Regions from separate parts of the Gasterosteus aculeatus genome. Here region 2 is linked to region 1. A link is a contact called in public Hi-C data. All regions are on one chromosome and are shown on one strand. The core of a region is the stretch at or near the end of the contact, and the rest is flanking DNA. Distances in the headings are between cores, read along the strand shown.

What was found. A called contact is a pair of places that touch in the nucleus more often than the background predicts.
Region 2: a contact with region 1 is called in a Hi-C map of skeletal muscle, with 3 times the contacts expected there. The contact joins two enhancer-like sites. A contact is called at or near these places in 2 of 6 Hi-C or Micro-C datasets (both in skeletal muscle).

Annotation. Positions count from the first base shown.
Region 1 is chr12:21,133,057-21,138,060 of fGasAcu3.hap1.1, forward strand. The region is part of intron 3 of neo1a (neogenin 1a); the gene reads left to right. Among protein-coding and RNA genes, the nearest start is that of neo1a, 53 kb to the left of the region's middle. Within about 2 kb of position 3,080, at least 1 of the 9 cell types and tissues checked has open chromatin away from gene starts, as enhancers often do.
Region 2 is chr12:21,167,227-21,172,230 of fGasAcu3.hap1.1, forward strand. neo1a (neogenin 1a) reads left to right here. Exons shown (of 29, transcript XM_078085704.1): 9 at 3,592-3,826; 10 at 4,699-4,853. Among protein-coding and RNA genes, the nearest start is that of snx1b, 24 kb to the right of the region's middle. Within about 2 kb of position 2,860, at least 3 of the 9 cell types and tissues checked have open chromatin away from gene starts, as enhancers often do.

The DNA of each region.
Region 1 (5,004 bases), core at 1,830-4,329:
CGGCGCAGGCGGACCGGAGGAGGCGCCGGCGCCGCTCCGTCGCGGCGTCCAGGTGTTCCCAGGGAGCCGCCGCATCCTTTTCAATTAGCACGATAAGTGATTGATTAGGTCGCCGTCCTCGTCGCCTCTGTCCTCCTCGATACCTCCCCTGTGTGCTGTCTGGTTTGCCCTCGTTGGACTGATCTCCTTCACGTTGGTATTTAACAATAACCCCCACGAGCCGCCGCTGTGCCCGTCGGCGGTGTAAATGCTAAACGCGAGCGGCGCCCTCCTGCAGCCCGTTCAGCATGTGCGCCGTGTTTCCGCTGTATTTGACGTCCGTGTTTGCCGCCGTGGCTAATGAACTTTGTGTTCAAATCGTGTCGGATCCCTCCCGAAAAAGTGAACCGCTTCGAAGGCTCATCGGAGCGTCTCGGAAAAGAGAAGACGGGGAAAAAATGAGTCTATGATCGGCCGTGATCCGAGATCCAGGTGTGTTTTTAACCTTTACGTTCTGTAGCATTTGACTTCCGCTGCTCAGACTTCTGTCGTTCAGCCTCCAGAGTCGATTTTCACATTTCCTTTGACTTTAATTCTCATTATTTGCACACACACAATGAACATTGGGCGATTCGGTATGAGATGTGGGCTGGAACGCCGCTAACCGGCGTTAATTTAACATTCCCATCCACACCCCGACCAGATAAATGCCTCGGCCGTGTTGAGCGACCTCATGGCCCTGGACTGCGCCTGTGACTCGATGGTCTCACACTTTGAAAGAGAATCCCCCCCCTTCAAGTTCAGGGCTCAAGCGGATGCTTTGTGCGGCGAGGCCGACTGTGCTGCGCTCGCCTCATTGTGTCCTTGCAGCGCGTTTCATCATCAGCGGCGCCACAGGAAGACTAAGATGAGGACGCTCTCCCCGTAGCAGCCGCAGGAGCTTCACAGCGAGGCGCGCGGTTACAGACCGGCTATTTGTGCAAACACGAGAGCGCGTGTGCAACGAGCCTCTTTAAACACGGCTCGCGCCAAATCTCGCTGATGCAGGAAAGGCTTTTCCCGTCCTACCGTTGCTTCTTGTGTGCACTTTCTGCATTTAGTGCCCATACATGCAGTGGTTACCAAACTGTGGGGGGGGGGACGTTATCACCAACACACACACACACACACAGGTAAGACGTGTAAAATAAAACGTGAAATGTTATTATGGTTTCTTTTCCCCAGGCCGAGCCTCCATCCTTCTCATCTCCACACCGGCTGCTCTCGAAGGGTGTAAACGGAGCTGATAGCATCCACAGATGTGCCCCCCCCCCCCCCCCCCCCAGATAAGAACCAGCAGCAGCATGTCCCTCTCTAGCGGGCAAAAGCGCTTCGACCGAAACGCGCGGTGGGAGGGCTGATGGGAAACTGGGTGGAGTCCGTGGTGGAGGTTAATAAGTGCAGCGAGGAGGGGACGGGGGGCTCGGACGGTGCTTCGGGGAGGGGAGTGAAGGAGGGGAGAGGTCAGCCCTTCAGCTCGTATCGTGCGGCGTCCATCTTTTATCATGGTCGCCCCGTTGGGCCAGAGGAGGAGGGGGGGGTGGGGCCTTCGTTCCAGAGGAGCGTGGCGTCGCTCCGGGCCTCAAGGAAACAAGCGCTTGACAGAGGATGCGAGGGCGGTGCAACCACATCGGCTCCCGACGGACACGTCCCTCCTCCAACAGCACGCGGCTCCTCGTCTGTGGAGCTCCTCTCTGCATCTTCCTCCTCCTCCTCCTCCTCGCCGATAATGGGGCGAGGGGAAGAAGGGGGGTGCGAGACAGAGGGCAAAGGGATGCACCCTCGTTGCGCCGACACATTCATCTGCGCGCGGGTAATGGGAGCCGCCGCGGTCTCCCGTGGCAACGACCTCTGCGGAAGGTTAGCCTCAGAATGGGCCAAGAATGAGCTAAATTCCCAGTGATAAAATAAGACACCGTAACATGATTAAGGGCCCTAATACAATCAGTACTGTTTGAGGTACAACTCAATTACCCGTAATGAAAAAGGGCTCGTTTCTCCCAGATTCTGCAGGGAGTCGACTTGGCTGTGAACAGGTGAACTGCACATGGGAAGCAGGGGAAGCGACAAAGCTCGGCTGAGTCTGTGATGAACACGCGTTCCTGTAAAGAGTTCACCCTTCATTGTTTTGTCATTGAAAAGCTTTTATTTTGAAGCAGCGAGGTCTCTGCTGGGCTCCGGCGTGGTTTCCCCCTCCCTCTTCCCGCCTCGCCAAGTCTCCCCCCACATACCGATCAATCCTCGCCGAGGTCCAGACTGGAAGCGCCCCCCCCCCCCGGCATGTGGGCCGCGTCGCCGGGCTCCCGAGGCGAGCGCGGTGCCGTTTCACGGACGGGACGCTTGGCGCGTCCTGGCGTGATCGGATGGTGAACGTCGCGGTGAAAAAACGAAAACCCAACAGAACGACCTCGTTCCGTCTGCTCAAACGATGATTTGCTGCTTTTCTTTGTCTGGCGCGATGAAAGGTGATTATCTTTTTCTTTTTTTCCAACTGAAGGACGGCACCTTGAGCTCTGGGGAAGTGTGAGAGAGTAGTTTGGCATTTATCCTAATTTGACCAAATAAATGAATCGACCGAGGAAGAGAATATTCTGCCGTTTAGCTGATGAAGAAATGAATCATTAGTTGCATCCTTGTACCTCCGTTTCAAAAAGCAGGAGAAAAAGAAGCTCTCAAAAGCTGACAAATGACCCCCGCTGTGCCGCTGCGGTTTCTGGCCGGATGGCCCTTAACAACTATTGACAGTTTTTTTTTGTCTGTGCGAAGAAGCGAGAACATCGAATCATCCAATTTGTACTTCAGGTTCCCTGCTTTTACATGTTGTAGCAGCCACACATGAATATATATATGTATAAAATTCATTGTATTTTGATCAAAGCGCCTTCATAAATAATAATCAGACAATATTGTGCATGACGTTTTTTTCTGTCTCATTAGAGCCAAAATGGCACCTTTTCAAATCGTTTAGCATAAAAGCTTTACGCTTTAATTTCAACATTTTTGATGTCAAAGATGTCAAAAAAGACCCAATCCAGATTATAATCATTCCCACCTTTTTACCATTGTCGACATATTTGTGTGTGTGTGTGTGTGTGTGTATACGTACACTGTGTCTAATGGAATAGAAATATACGTTTGTCTGGATTGCCTTCTCCTTGATGTTTCCATGGCAACAACTGACCCGGCCCATGTCATGCGTCCTCCATCCTCCGGCATCCGCCAGCCTCCCGTCTCAGTGTCTCCTCCGTCCGTACGCCTCAGCGGCTGTCAGCGCGCCAACCGTGCCTCGTCCCCGCGCGTCACGTCCCATCAAGACACAATTGATTGCGTGTTATTTCAGTTTGGGAGCACGCACAAAAGGAAAAGCGGCAATCAAAACCACGCAACTTGTCACGCTCGTCCCACGCACAATGGAGAGGCGGTCCGACCGACGTATATGGCCCCCACGCCCCCCCTGCTCACGCGCTTCGTCGTGAGAAAAAAAACAAAACAATAAAACGAAGCGAGGAATGAGAGCGTCCAAAGCCTTTTGGGAGCACGGTGCAACATCTGGTCTGCACCCCGAGTGGTTCAGCAGCTAAAGACATCCCTCCCCCGGCTGACAGCTATCAGAGAGTTAGCTTTACGCACCTAACGGTGCCTGCCGCCGCCCCCCCCCTCGCATACAGTTCTCCCCCTCCACGAGTTCCTCCCTGCATCCTCTGTGTTCACACCGCTGTGTGGAGGTTGTCGTGTTGTGAAATGTACCATTTGCCTGTTGTGTCGTTCTGCGACACCAGACCGAGGCTGGTAACAAGGTAACAGGACGCGCTCTTCCTGTCATCTCCGGCGCCCCCCCCCCCCCTCCAGGGAGACGGAACGCCACCCATCCGTCTCCTGTCCGTTTGTTTCGTGCTCTTTCCCATCGCCGTGGCGCCGAGATGAGTTTCATGGTCCAGCTTCGGTTCGGCCTTCTCTTTCCTCCTGGTGGAGTGAACCTATTTTTAGATGCGCACCCACAGTATTTCTCATGAATTGCCGGCGTTGCGTCTATCGTATCTACTTTCCACTTTGAGGTTTTCTTTGAGGAATACTTCAATCGGCCCCATCTTTTAACTGCATCCCATATTTGTATTTAAATAAAAAGTCCCTGGCGGCGCGGGATTTAAAGAATTCATGCTGCGCTTTCCGTTTACCATGCAGAGCTACTTCAGAACAGGACTAAAGCAGCGCCCATCAAAGCGTAATTCCCTGCTACGATCGAGGCTGCACTAGAGAGATAGAATAATCTCTCTCTTTTTCATTGTACAATTACCCTGAAGTGCTTTTTATTAAGCGCCATATCGGGGGGGCTGAACAGCGTTTACTTGTTGTTGTTGTTGTTGTTATTTGGAGGGAGTTTATTCAAGTGGGTTTTGCAATACAATGCAATTAAAGTTTAAAGAGGAAATGCGAGCGCCCGTCCCTCACTGACGTGTTGTTTCCAACAAAAGCATCACCGTCTGAACAACCGCACGTGACCAAGGCTTTAGCAACGGCAGAACCCCGTGGACACTTTGGTCCAGCGGAGCTTTCTCAGAAGCTCGGAAGGAATCGCCCCGACGACTCTTTAATCCAGTCTCCAGAAGTAAAACGTAAACCCTGAAATTGGATGCGTAACACTCAAATAAGTGAAATATCTCTTTTTTTTTTTTTTTTTAAGCTCCGATGTAGCGTTGGAACATTTCTGGGGGAAAACATCCAGTGAAATCCTCCTGCCTTTAAATCTATTTGTACACATCAGTATTTCTCACACTTTGGTGCAGAAATACTGATATCAGTGGTGTTCTTTTTTTTCATTGTACATTTGAAATCCCCTCCAAATACGAGTCCGTCTGAGGCATCAATACTTTTACTGTACCGCTATAACCAAAGGTACGCGGGTACGCGGGCTGAATGACATGATTTCCTGTAATGGAACAAGTATTTTCCCCCAAAGCTCTGAAACCTTCAATTAGGGAATTAATA
Region 2 (5,004 bases), core at 1,610-4,109, 34 kb after region 1:
CGTCTCTTGGAGCCCTTGTGAGGTTTTGATCTGCACTTTAATCCTGACGCTCTCTGAGTATCAAAAGGAAAACCAACCCCACAGACCTGATACTGAGATGATCACGTGCTCACCACACAGGAACCAGGAAAAGGTCCAAACACTCCTCACGTGGAATACAAGCACAGGAACATTTGCAGGGATTTAGTTATTTGGCCTTGTGCACAAAGCACTTCAATCCCTTTTTTTCGGGGGGGGGGGGGGGGGGGGGGGGGGGTGACTCACACTTCTATCTAGCGTTAAGAACCGAGTTCATTATTCCTCTCGACAACTTGGTCGAGAGGAATCTTGAGAGAAGAAAAGAAAAGCAAGCTGCTCGGTCGGCCTCTCGCTCTTCTCTCCTCAACGCTCACTTAGTCTTCCCTTTGTTTGTCTCGCTCGGTTTCCTTCCTCGTGGGAGCTTCTCAGACTCTTTTTTTTGGGGGGTCTGGCTTTTATTTCCAGCCTTATGTTGAAAGGGGAGAAAAGCCGCCATGTTGTCACTCGCACTCCCTCGACCCGGTAGCGGGCCGTGAGCTCCGTGCTGGATCCGCCTCCCATGCGGTCGTCCTTTACCGAACCACATTAGACGCGGCGTGTTTGTCTTTGTTCTGACGATGGAGAAGCCACCAAAGGATTTAACGCTAAAAGTTACCAGGCTTCAATCCGAATTTTTCACCCGGGAGACAAAGGGCCTCGTCTTCCAGCGAGATATTTTAAATGAATGCTTTTTCTGTGCATCTCTTTTCCTGACTGTTGTGTGTACTTGTTTCCCAGATTTATTATGCAGATCCAGAGTAACCTTCCTCATTAAGCCTTAATGCCAGCCATTCATTGCCTCTGGCACAGAGACTAATGGCACAATTAATCAGCTATGAATAGAGGCAGTGGGAGGCTGACGCCTCCTTACAGTAACAGTTAGTGGCTCAAGGTACAAGACGGATTGTCAGGACGCGCAAAAAAACGTCGACACGTCAGTTGCATACAGCAGTAGATGGAATCTACGTGTGGTTCATCATTCGCTCATCCCAGAATTCCTCAGCAGGCACCGGACACACTTTGAATGCAGCATTATTCCCACTTGAGTATTTGCTGCGTACAAAGTCTCAAAAAGATTATGTCATATGTTTTTTTTCCCCCCAAATCGTCAACCAGCGGTGGCTCAACTCCAGACGAGGCGAAGCTGACCGAGATGAGACGTGTTTTGGACACGTGGGATCCTGTTCTGTTTCCGTGGTTGCACATCTCAAACGGTTGTGTCATTTGAATGGAAGAAAAGGGGCTTTAGAGGGAAATCTGGATATTTGCTGAGGACGGGCCGTCTGTGCGGTAGACCTTTGTTTGTCTTCTCTGTGAAGTGGAGCACAGCCTGAGGTTGTCGAGTAGCAGTCAGGCCCTTCAGTGCTTCCTAACTAAGTGGGTGACAGTTAATTCTTGGATAGCTGTCTTCCCCCTCGGGGATTTAAACTAATTATTGCAGCCTTTCTTCAGTTTAATTTTTACGGAATCCTTTTGCAGAACTCGTATGGAGCCTCAACTTTAAATCAGCAGGCAGTTCCATGTGGATTGGACTCTTACCAATCTGCTTGGGGATTACTGAAATTAGTCAACTAATCTACGACGGGTGGAAGCCCCATTTGTTTGGTCCTTTTTAATAATTCTTTATGCAAACTAACTTATTTCCCAAAAAAAAAACTATGAACACATCTGTAATGTAGTGGCGCTTTTGGGTGATTCTTTGTGGGGAAACTCTGCTTCACAGATCAATAAGTTCACAATTTTACCAAAAAGGTCAAAGGTTTCCTTATTCAAAGGAAGGGAGGAGTTGTCTGAAATTCATAAATCTTCCCCTTGTGTCGGTTTTATCCAATGACGATGGGTGAGCCTGCTCGTGGTTAAGTGGCAATCCCTTTGCTGTGTGTGTGTGTGTGTGTGTGTGTGTGTGTGTGTGTGTGTGAGAGAGACACCACAGCCTTGTGCTTTTCTGTCTTTTGTATCGGTCATTTACGCTGCAGTCAGAGAGCTTTAGGATGACGATTTGTTTCCCTCCGTTTTTAGTAAATTGGCTTTGAAATGAAGGCGTTGAGGTCGAAGTGTTGACTTCCAGCCTAGAGGCTGTTGGAGGTTGTTGACATCCAGCTTGGTGGAGGCGGGGATTTCAGTCCCCATTTAAACATTACGCGGACGACGCGGCAGACTCATCAGTCACCGGACCGCAATCCATCGCAGTCTTATTTGCTGTTGACCAGACTGAAGGCAAAAAGAACAGCAAAGTGAGCCGGGAGTGAAGACATCGAGTATCTGCTAATCTCAGAGCTCCAGCTTCAGACCCAGAAATCGACTTCAGCCGCCGCACCCTGCGTGTGATGAATTGATTTTTCCTTCTTTTTTTTTTAAAAATTGGTGTCAAATAATCCGAAATGAACGATTGCAATCAGCACTTTAACCTCATAAATCATTGTTTCATTTCAAATCCAAGAGCAAACACAACTTTCCAATACAAAGGCTGAGTGTATTTGGTGCGCACGCACACACACACACACACACGATAGCACTGCGGCTTTCGTTTGAAGCTACAAAGTGTGTGCAGATGCATGTTGATCCCAGTGGGAGACGAGCAGACCGAATAACAGAAAATCCCTGCAGCCACAAAAGTCAATGAACTGGGGAATTTGATATGTAAACAAATATTAAAGCCAGCTTCGCGGTCGTCCCGCACGCCAAGACGGACAGATGCGCATGCCAGCAGCTGCTTTGTATTTCACAACAATTCCCTCCAGCAATAACACACCGTTTGCACACTGCGCCGCGTCGTCCCTTTGCCCTCCAGTCGGCTCACGTGACCCGCCCACGGACACGCGGACACGCGGACTGACGCTGTGGTTTTGTGGAGAGCAGCTCTCGCTCGGTTCGTTCCACCGAAGAAGACTGAAAAAAGAAGCAGCAACCGCCGAGTGAAGTCACAGACATTTCTGTGGTTGAGCCGAAGGAATGTGACGGCCGAAAGTAACAAAAAAGGAAAACGGAAAGCATCTCCTGCTTCTGTGTGTTTTTTACTTTAGTTTTAAACGTAGGAATGTTTTTGTCTTTGGCGAATGAAAAGCAATTGAATTCCGCAAACACGGTTTCTGGTGTGCACAAAGTCTCCCTCCGTCTTGTTTTAGAGTAAAAGCGTCAATCATTTGTAATTAAAAATGATTGCTGGGAGGGCCGTCTGTGAAATGAAATCTGTTCCGCCACCGTCTACATCAGAGCGCTGTGTGTAGATCTGCATGTGTAGTCCCCTCGTATTGTGCTTCTAATCGTGTAGTACAAGTGTTATATTTCTGTGGTTCCTCGTCACGTTAAAAGGCTTTTTTCGTTACGTTGTTGTTATTTTGTTTTTTCTTCTTTTTTTTGTTTCCTTCCTTTCTTCCGTTTCACTGTCATTTCCATTTCACCTCCTCCATCCCCCCCCCCCCCTGTGGATGTCCTATGCTGCCACTGTCTCCTGCACCCCCCCCCTCCCTCTCGCTGCACCCACCTCGCCATCCCTCTCTCTCCCTCCCCCCCCCCCCCCCTTCCGACCCAAAGATGTAGCCCTGCCCTCTTTTCCTCCCCCCTCACTGACTCCTAACACTGCTGACCATGTAACGCCAGGCTCCAGAGGGGCAGCCCGTCCGGCGGGGCCCGCCCCCTCGCCCCCCCGCGACGTCGTGGCCTCCCTGGTTTCCACCCGTTTCATCAAGCTGACGTGGCGCCCGCCAGCCGAGCCCCACGGAGACGAGTTGACCTTCTCTGTTTTCTACAGCCAGGAGGGAACCAGCAGGTACTCCTCGCACTGGACGGTAGTACTGCCGTACACACACACCCACACACACGATACTACTACACAAGAGTACTCGTATGCGGGTCTCTGACGACGCTGCAAATATCTTATTAAAGCAGTTAAAGTGGTAAATAATTAAAAGCAAACTTCCTTCCTCCAAGGATTACCTCTGCAAGTATCAACAAAATATTTCATTCCAAACTCTTTTTACTTTTTTTTTTCTTTTTTTTTTTTAAAGTGGCTCTTGAGAGGATTTACTGAGTGTCTGAGAATTAGATTTAGGAAGCCGGGAGGTTTTTCTACAATATCTCCTCAGTGTTTGGGGGCATTTTTTTGTCTCTTATTTTCACAAGTGGCCGAATACATGAAAAGGCTTTTACTTGCCAGTGCGAGAGCTCAGGATGCAAATGAGTGCATAACTATCTGTGCAAATGCACAGAGCGCACACGCAACATCTACACAAAACCAGCAGGGCTGCACATGCGCTTCCTCTCCTTTTCTGCTGTAGGATGTAATGTTCGCTCAGCGGCTGAGGGCTATTTTTCCAGCATTCCATGCGAATGTGTGAATCTTTAATCGGATCAATGCGAATGCTGATTGATTGTCTTTGCGTTTTGGACAAAACCAGCCAGACGTTAAACCCGACACCTGGGGAAGATTCCTTGGATCTTAAAACAATTCTTCTTTTTTTTGGGTGGGGGGGGGGGATGGAAAGGAGGCAAATATGCACACTTGTTCTATTATCAAATGAACAAGTACAGTACAATACACATTATATAACTAAGTTATGTACCCTACTGTAAATGGAAGACTGACGTTATTAACAGGCCTGTTTCTGTGCGTGTGTGTGTCTGTGTGCGCGCGCACGTCAGGGAGCGAGTAGTGAACACCAGCCGTCCAGGAGAGATGCAGGTCACCATCCAGAACCTCATGCCAGACACCAAATATCGCTTCAGGGTCGTGGCCCACAACGGCAACGGCCAGGGGGAGAGCTCCGCAGCGCTCAAAGTGGCCACCCAGGCTGAAGGTAAGGACACACACACACACACACACACACACACACACACACACACACAGGTTCTTTTATATGTGCTCAGGAAACAGGACACGTAAACATGAAGCCGGGTTGCAGCCAGGTTGTTGGAAACGCGCTCACGCTGGCACGCCGGTGCAAACAG